Regions from separate parts of the Sus scrofa genome. Here region 2 is linked to region 1. A link is a contact called in public HiChIP or PLAC-seq data. All regions are on one chromosome and are shown on one strand. The core of a region is the stretch at or near the end of the contact, and the rest is flanking DNA. Distances in the headings are between cores, read along the strand shown. Region 1 holds the start of COX17 (COX17 cytochrome c oxidase assembly homolog). Region 2 overlaps PLA1A (phospholipase A1 member A).

Region 1 (3,428 bases), core at 635-3,134:
GGTTAAGGATTCAGCATTCCACACCTGTGGCATAGGTTGCAATTGAGGCTCTCATCTCTGGCCTGGGAACTCCATGTCCTTCAGGAGGCCAGAAAAAGAAAAACAAACAATGCCCCCCCAAAACAATAGCTAGCCCTCCCAGATCATTTCTTGAATACTGTAAATATTGTGGCTTATAGCATTAACCCTACAATAATCCTGGAGGCAGACACTTTTATTAGGCCCATTTTACAGACAGGAGGCAACGATGTTAAATAATTCGATCAAGGTAACAGAGTTGACGCCCCAGGATTCAAACCTTGACACTAGATCCCAGGCTCCATCATAATATCATATGGTCTGAAGGTTCAATAAGCACTTAACAGTTAATGTGGAAGCATAGTATCTGATCGTAGTCTTTTGAATCTCCCTTAACAGTATTATGTGCACAGTAGTGGATATTAACAAAAAGCACTTGGCTCCTACCACTCATATTTTCCCACTATGTCACTTATGATTTCTTTACTTTTTATGTGAGGACAAAAAGGGACTGGAGGGAGAGGTGTACATTCACATTATCTGAAGATTCCTTCTGAGATTTGTTCCACAACAGAGGCTGTATACAGTAAGAAGAAATGAAAACCTTTTGCAGGTTGATGGTAATTTAGATAAACAATTCTGAACACTACAGTGTCACATATGTTATAGCCTAGTTGATTTTTAAATTATCTACCTAAAACGGTGGGGGGAAGAGTTTAGGGGATTTTCTGTACCGTTAAGAAATGTACCTTGTACCCTACTATGACTAAATTCGGGGAGAAATTACCAGAAAACCGGAAAACTTTTACTCTTTGATCTTGATAAATCTTTTTTTCTTGGCCGCGGGGGAACTATGTGCAACTTCCCGAAAAGAGATCGAACCCGCCCCACGGCAGTCGCTGCTGAGACCACGTGGGATCCTTAACCCCTCTCACCACAAGGGAACTCTGATTTTGCCAAGTCTTCTATCATGGCCCATAAACCATAGTAGAGCAATCATTGAAAAACGTTTCCATTAACTGTTTCCCTTTACTTTTTTTTAAGGGCCGCACCTGGGACATATGGAAGTTCCCAGGCTAGGGGCTGAATCAGAGCTGCATATGCCGGCCTACACCGCAGCCACAGCCACACAGATCCCATTGGCATCTGCGACCGACCTACCCTGCAGTTTGCAGGGCCGGCTCCTTTACCCACTGAACAGACCAGGGATCGAAACTGCATCCTTATGGCTGCTGGTCGGGTTCTTAATCCGGTGAGCCACCACGGGAACTCCTGTGTTTCTTTAAATCAAGTAGCATCCATCCGTTTACAAGCCTTCGGTCCTAAAGCAATGTTTGACCCATAACAGCTGATGAAAAACCTTTTGTAGGAAGGAATGCCTGGATTGAGCGCGGCGGGTCAATCTGACCTCTCTCTGATCCCTTCAACCTTTTCCCCAGGGTAAGCTACGAGCTCAGTCTACAGACAGCTGACTGCGAAGCCTACCCAGGTCTATAACCCTCAAGAGAGCCCCGCGGCAAAGTGAGGGCCACGACCAGCCCTAGTCCGGGCAGCGGCACCCGAAGGCAGTGCACGGAGCCTGCCCCGCCGCCCCCTCCCCGGCTGCGCACTGACCACGCATCGCGCGCTTTCTTGGTCTCCGGGCAGGCGCAGCAGGGCTTCAGCGGCTTCTTCTCCTGCGATTCAGGCGGGGCAGGGATTGCGGCCGCCAGACCCGGCATTTTTCGCGCCGAAAGCTGCAATTAGCTCTGCCACCCCAAACTCTACCGGCCTCCGGACACGCCGATTCGCCCGCAGTTATTTCCGGCAGTCGCTCCAAAACAGAACAGGAAGTCCTGCCTCTCACTCTGACGAACTGGGAGGAAGGGAGGAGGTAAAGAGGAAAAATGTTTTAAAGGGCACGCGCGTGCGCAGAAGAGGCCGAATGATGGCCTTAGTGCTAGGGCGCCTTTTCCGCGCAGGTGCAGAGAGCCCAGGTAAAGTGCAGCGATGTTTGTAGACCAGCATTGAGAGGACCCACAAATGAGGAGACCCGTAAGGCAACTCGGAGAGCTCTCAACCATACACCCAGCTCGAAGTCGAAAACTGAAACTCAAGAAGGTGAAATGACCTGTCTATGCTACAGAAAAAAAAAAAAAACACTAGTGAAAGCCAATTCCTCTTGAGTAACAGACTTAGCGCCCGGCATCTTATGCTTGCCATTATCTGCCTTACTGCCTTCACCACCCCACTTCACCGCTCTAGTTAAAAGTGAGTAGCAAAGGAGTTCCCTAGTGGTCAGCGCAAACGAATCAGACTAGGAACCATGAGGTTTCGGGTTCTATCCCTGGCCTCGTTCAGTGGTTTAAGGATCCAGCGTTGCCCTGAGCTGTGGTGTAGGTCACAGACAGGGCTCAGATCAGGTGTTGATGTGGCTGTGGCATAAGCTGGCAGCAGCTGTGTCTCCGATTAGACCCCTAGCCTGGGAACCTTACCTCACCCACACGCTTTAAATCCTCAGCTAGTTAGTGTTTATAGCTCCCTCTCCAACTGAATTGATTTCCATATGAATTGCCAATCATAGGGCAAATATATTGGTTAGTAAAATTTTAAAATGCCTTTTCATTGTCATTCCTCAAATTCAGTTAATACCTATCCATCTAGGTAAATAAGTAAACTTAGACAGTATTTGCAATAGAATGGACATAACCATTAAGTTTTTTTCCTGCAGAGAATTGTTTGAGGAAGGATGAACTTATTTTTTAAAGCAGGACTTCCAGGCATTGTTAAAATAGCTGTCTAGGGATACGCACTTTGGTTAATCAAACATTGCTTATCACCTAAACCAGCCAATGGTATTGCCCCTCAAGATGGCTGTTTTCTTGCTCTTTGTACATTCCCTGCTCCACCATTTCCTGCTCCACCAACCCCTAAGTGCATGATTGACCTTTCTACATATTTGTCCCAGGCCCCAGCAATGAGATTGTTCTTATCTAAAGAGCGGTGAGGGCAGTGCCTCTCTGCTGGTCTCCCTGGTAACTCATGTGCCAACCTGATGTCAATTCCCACTGTAACTGGCAATCTCCCCTTCCCCTCCAGGAGCAGAGACTTTACCATGTCCTGTCAGACATGTAAGAACCCCCTGGCCATTAAACCATCCATGTCTCTGTCACTGACTCTGGGCTCTTCAGTCATGAAGCTGGGTAGGCACAGGGCTTGCAGACCTGCGGGATGCAGCCTAACACTAAGGTTTGTTTCTGTATTCCAGAGATTCAGCTCAGAATCCTGAGGTGTGTCTGGGAACTGGTGTAAAAGTAATTTCTATATGTGTATTTTCCAAGTTACCAAGACCATCCCCATTTTGTCATCTGGCATTTCCATTAGCTGTGGTGCAGGTCACAGATGAGGCTCAGGTCTGATGTTGCTGTGGC
Region 2 (3,428 bases), core at 639-3,138, 57 kb before region 1:
TACCAGAACATACTCCCAAGTAGAGAGTCAGTTAGTAAATGAGTGCAAGGGAAGGGCCAGCAGGGTTGATGCTGAGTGGTGCCAGTCCCTGGAACTTGGGCCTGGCAGCTGGTGGGACCAGGCTTGAGGTGAGCAGGCAGAGAGCCTCAACTATAGGGATCTGCAAGCCCAGCAGAGGACAGGAACAGCAGCAGTGGTACACGTTTCTTTAAAAAGCAATTGGTTAGTTACTCACAAGGCAGCAGGAGACAGATTAATCAGATAAGTCACTGTCTCAATTAAGGTCCAGTCTGGAAACCAGAGCCCAAGAGAGGCAGTCCAACAGAAGGAATTTCACATGAGGAACTAATTACAAATGTGAGGAGAGCTGAAAACCCCAAAGGAAGATGGGGAGACAGTGCAGAGATCAGCTACTGGAGTCACTCCCACCCCAGGGCAGAGCCAGGCGGGGTTGGTGGAACACAGAGTCAAATGGGGAGGGGGGCTAACTGGCAGGAGCTGGAAGCAGGGAGGAAATGCAGCCCCTCTGAATCCCTGCCCAAAGCAGTCTCCTGCCTGTGCTGAGGAGCCTGAGAAGTGTGGTTTTCAGGGGGATAGATGGAGCACAAACAGGGATGTGACCAGTGGCCATACATAGAAAAGCACTATTGTCAGCCGTGGCAGATGCTGTGAGAACAAATAAGATGGAGCCTGACCAAGTGAGGAGAAATGATGTTTGAGGAAAGATCTGAAGGACTTGCAGGATCCTTCCCCGCAGGCAGGGATGGTGAGATACAACCCTGGGAGCAGACATCGGTGGAACCTGGTGTGGGCAGATGGGGCTGGAGGGGCAAGGCAGGGCGAGACGGCGCCACTCCTGGAAGGACAGGCTAGGGATTTTGGGTTTCATCCTGAGAGCAGTTTGGGGAGCTACTACTCTTTTAAACAGGAGAGTGACAGGATCAGATTTGGGTTGGAAATATTTCTTAGGCTGCAGTGATGGACATTAGCTGTGCTGTCATGGAAGCTGTGCTGTAAGTTTCCCCTGGGCTTCCCCTGGAGCCCACACATCTGGGCTCCCAAATACCCTGCCACTAGCCAGGGTTCCAGCTCACACAGGTCTTGGGGTATCCATGTGAACCTTGCAAATTATAGCTGAGTAGTTTTCATTAGATCAGCTCAAGGTCATGTTACTTCTCCAAGGGTGTTTTTATCACCTCTCCAGTTACTGGTAGATGCAACAACACTGGCAGGAATCATGACAATGACACAGGACTCTGGCTGCTCCTTAGAATCACCTGGAGCGCTTTAAAGAATACTGACAGCAAGCCCCAACCCAGACTAATCACAGTAGAATCTCCAGGCCGCCACCACTACACTTTTAGAAGCTCCCCAAGTGATTGGAATGGACATCCATAGGTTCCTTCTTTCTTCTCCTAAAAGAGATTTGCATTACTGTTTTGAATAAGGCTGTCAGGACATGATTATCTTCAATTCCTCAATTTCTGTTTCCTCTTGCAGAACAGAAATTGGAAAAAGAAAGGGGGGGGGAGGGTTTACGTGTGGTCTTTCTCCCACTTTCTATAAATTTGTGAAATCCCAAGATTTCCTTCCAATTAGAAAATTTACCAGGACAAGTCCCCAGGCCATTCACTTTATAGCCCTTCTATTTTGCAGGCTCTCCATCCAAGCAGCCTTGTAAAGTGAACAATGCTTCTTATTTTTTCCTCGAAATACGTCAAAACACTTCTAAATTGAGAGAAAGAAAGAAAGAAAGAGAAAGGAAAACTGCTTTTAAACTAACTTTTATGGGATCTTCCTCAAAAGGAGAAAACTAACTATATGACTAACCCTAGAAAGTACACAAAGACATTTCATCAGTCTACAGAGGCCAGAAAGGAAAGGGAAACCATGCTTGGCTCACACTGCACCCAAGACCACGCAGGGAGGGGAAAGCAGCGCCCTCCAGGCTCTCCCTCTTTCTCATGGTCCCTCTTTCTCAGCCCAGAGGGGACTAGAATGGGCCATAGCCCAGAGCAGGGCACGGGGAGGGAGGGCTGAGACTGTGTGACTCCAAAGCCACAGCTGGGAAGAGACCACACTGGACTTCAAGGCCTATTTGTTTGTTTGTTTGTTTACCTGTTTCCATCAACACATTCATACTCAGTCTAAAATAGAGTAATCCTCACATAAAATTCTTGGAACTGAGCGTCCTAGAAGAGGCCTCTACTTCCAGGTAGGTGGACCTGAGAAGTGAAGATGTTCACTAACTATGACACTTTTTCCAGATGTGAAAATCCAAGAGCTACTCTTTTGCTTGCAGGGTCCACATAATCACTTTCAAAAGTCAACACCTGTTTTCTGTGTCAAGCTCAAAGCTGTGGGGGGTGGGCCAAGAGGCTGGTGAGGGTGATGCAGAGGACCGTGTGCCCACCTTCCAGGAGCTAACTGACCAAGCTGCCTGCAGAGCCCCTAGCAGCCAAGGGGACACAGAGGCCAAGTGTGCAACAGTAAGTTACTTTCCCTTTCCCTTGCAGACCTAGGCAGCAACACCAGGGGAAAGGAATCATAGCTCACCCCAGTCCTCAGTGCCAGATAAACCAAGTCAAACTCAAGCTTCAGGCTTCCCACCGGGTTTGGAAAAAAGACCGGACTACTATTATCGGAAAGTTCTGCACTGCTCCTTTGCCTGTCAATGACAAGTAAGCCCAGTACCCACCCCACCCCAGACACCCCACAAGGACTAATCCTGACCTTAGATGTGACCTTTGTTGATAGGTAATCTCATCAGAGTGATGAGATTCCTTGATTCAAAGATGACAAAGATCCAGGATTTTCCTAAGCCTCCTGCAGGGCCATCTTGGGTTGGGATGCTATGGAGCCAAAGAAGGTGGACTTTAATTCCCCATTCCCACTTTAACATAAGAAGCTACGGGAGTTCCCATTGTGGCTCAGTGGTAACGAACCCGATTAGAATCCGTGAGGATGTGGGTTTGATTCCTGGCCACTCTCAGTGGGTTAAGGATCCGATCCTGCGTTGCTGTGAGCTGTCATGTAGGTCACAGACAAGTCTCAGATCTGGCATTGCTGTGGCTGTGACATAGGCAGGCAGCTACAGCTCTGATTCAACCCCTAGCCTGGGAACTTCCATATGCCATGGGTGGGGCCCTTAAAAAAAAAAAGAAAAAGAAAAAGAAACTCCATTTTATCTGATACATATGTATATATCCTGCTTTCTGTATCTGTTCTGTTTAATCTCTCTATAAGATTTTATTGGAACAAAGATGGCTCATTGCATATTTCCTTTTCTTTTTTTTTTTTTTTGTCTTTTGTCTTTTTGTCTGTTGTTGTTGTTGTTGTTGTTGTTGTTGTTGTTGTTGTTGTTGCTATTTCTTGGGCCGCTCCCGTGGCATATGGAGGTTCCCAGGCTAGGGGTTGAATCGAAGCTG

Evidence for each region. HiChIP or PLAC-seq counts read pairs in DNA pulled down with a chosen protein or histone mark.
Region 2: a contact with region 1 is called in an H3K27ac HiChIP or PLAC-seq map of alveolar macrophages. The contact joins the enhancer-like site here to the promoter of COX17 in region 1. A contact is called at or near these places in 7 of 47 Hi-C or Micro-C datasets (adipose tissue, embryonic fibroblasts, fetal liver and 2 more) and 2 of 2 datasets of contacts at active chromatin or transcription factors (alveolar macrophages and skeletal muscle).

The regions. Positions count from the first base shown.
Region 1 is chr13:140,582,742-140,586,169 of Sscrofa11.1, reverse strand. It overlaps COX17 (COX17 cytochrome c oxidase assembly homolog), which reads right to left and starts at 1,884. Exons shown (of 3, transcript NM_001348525.1): 1 at 1,633-1,884. The coding sequence starts at 1,739.
Region 2 is chr13:140,639,416-140,642,843 of Sscrofa11.1, reverse strand. It overlaps PLA1A (phospholipase A1 member A), which reads left to right. Exons shown (of 11, transcript XM_003483312.4): 10 at 2,517-2,681. It also overlaps a transcript of ADPRH not described here. Among named protein-coding and RNA genes, the nearest start is that of PLA1A, 25 kb to the left of the region's middle. Within about 2 kb of position 1,888, at least 3 of the 83 cell types and tissues checked have an H3K27ac peak or open chromatin away from gene starts, as enhancers often do. A contact at or near this core is called in alveolar macrophages, where this site is marked.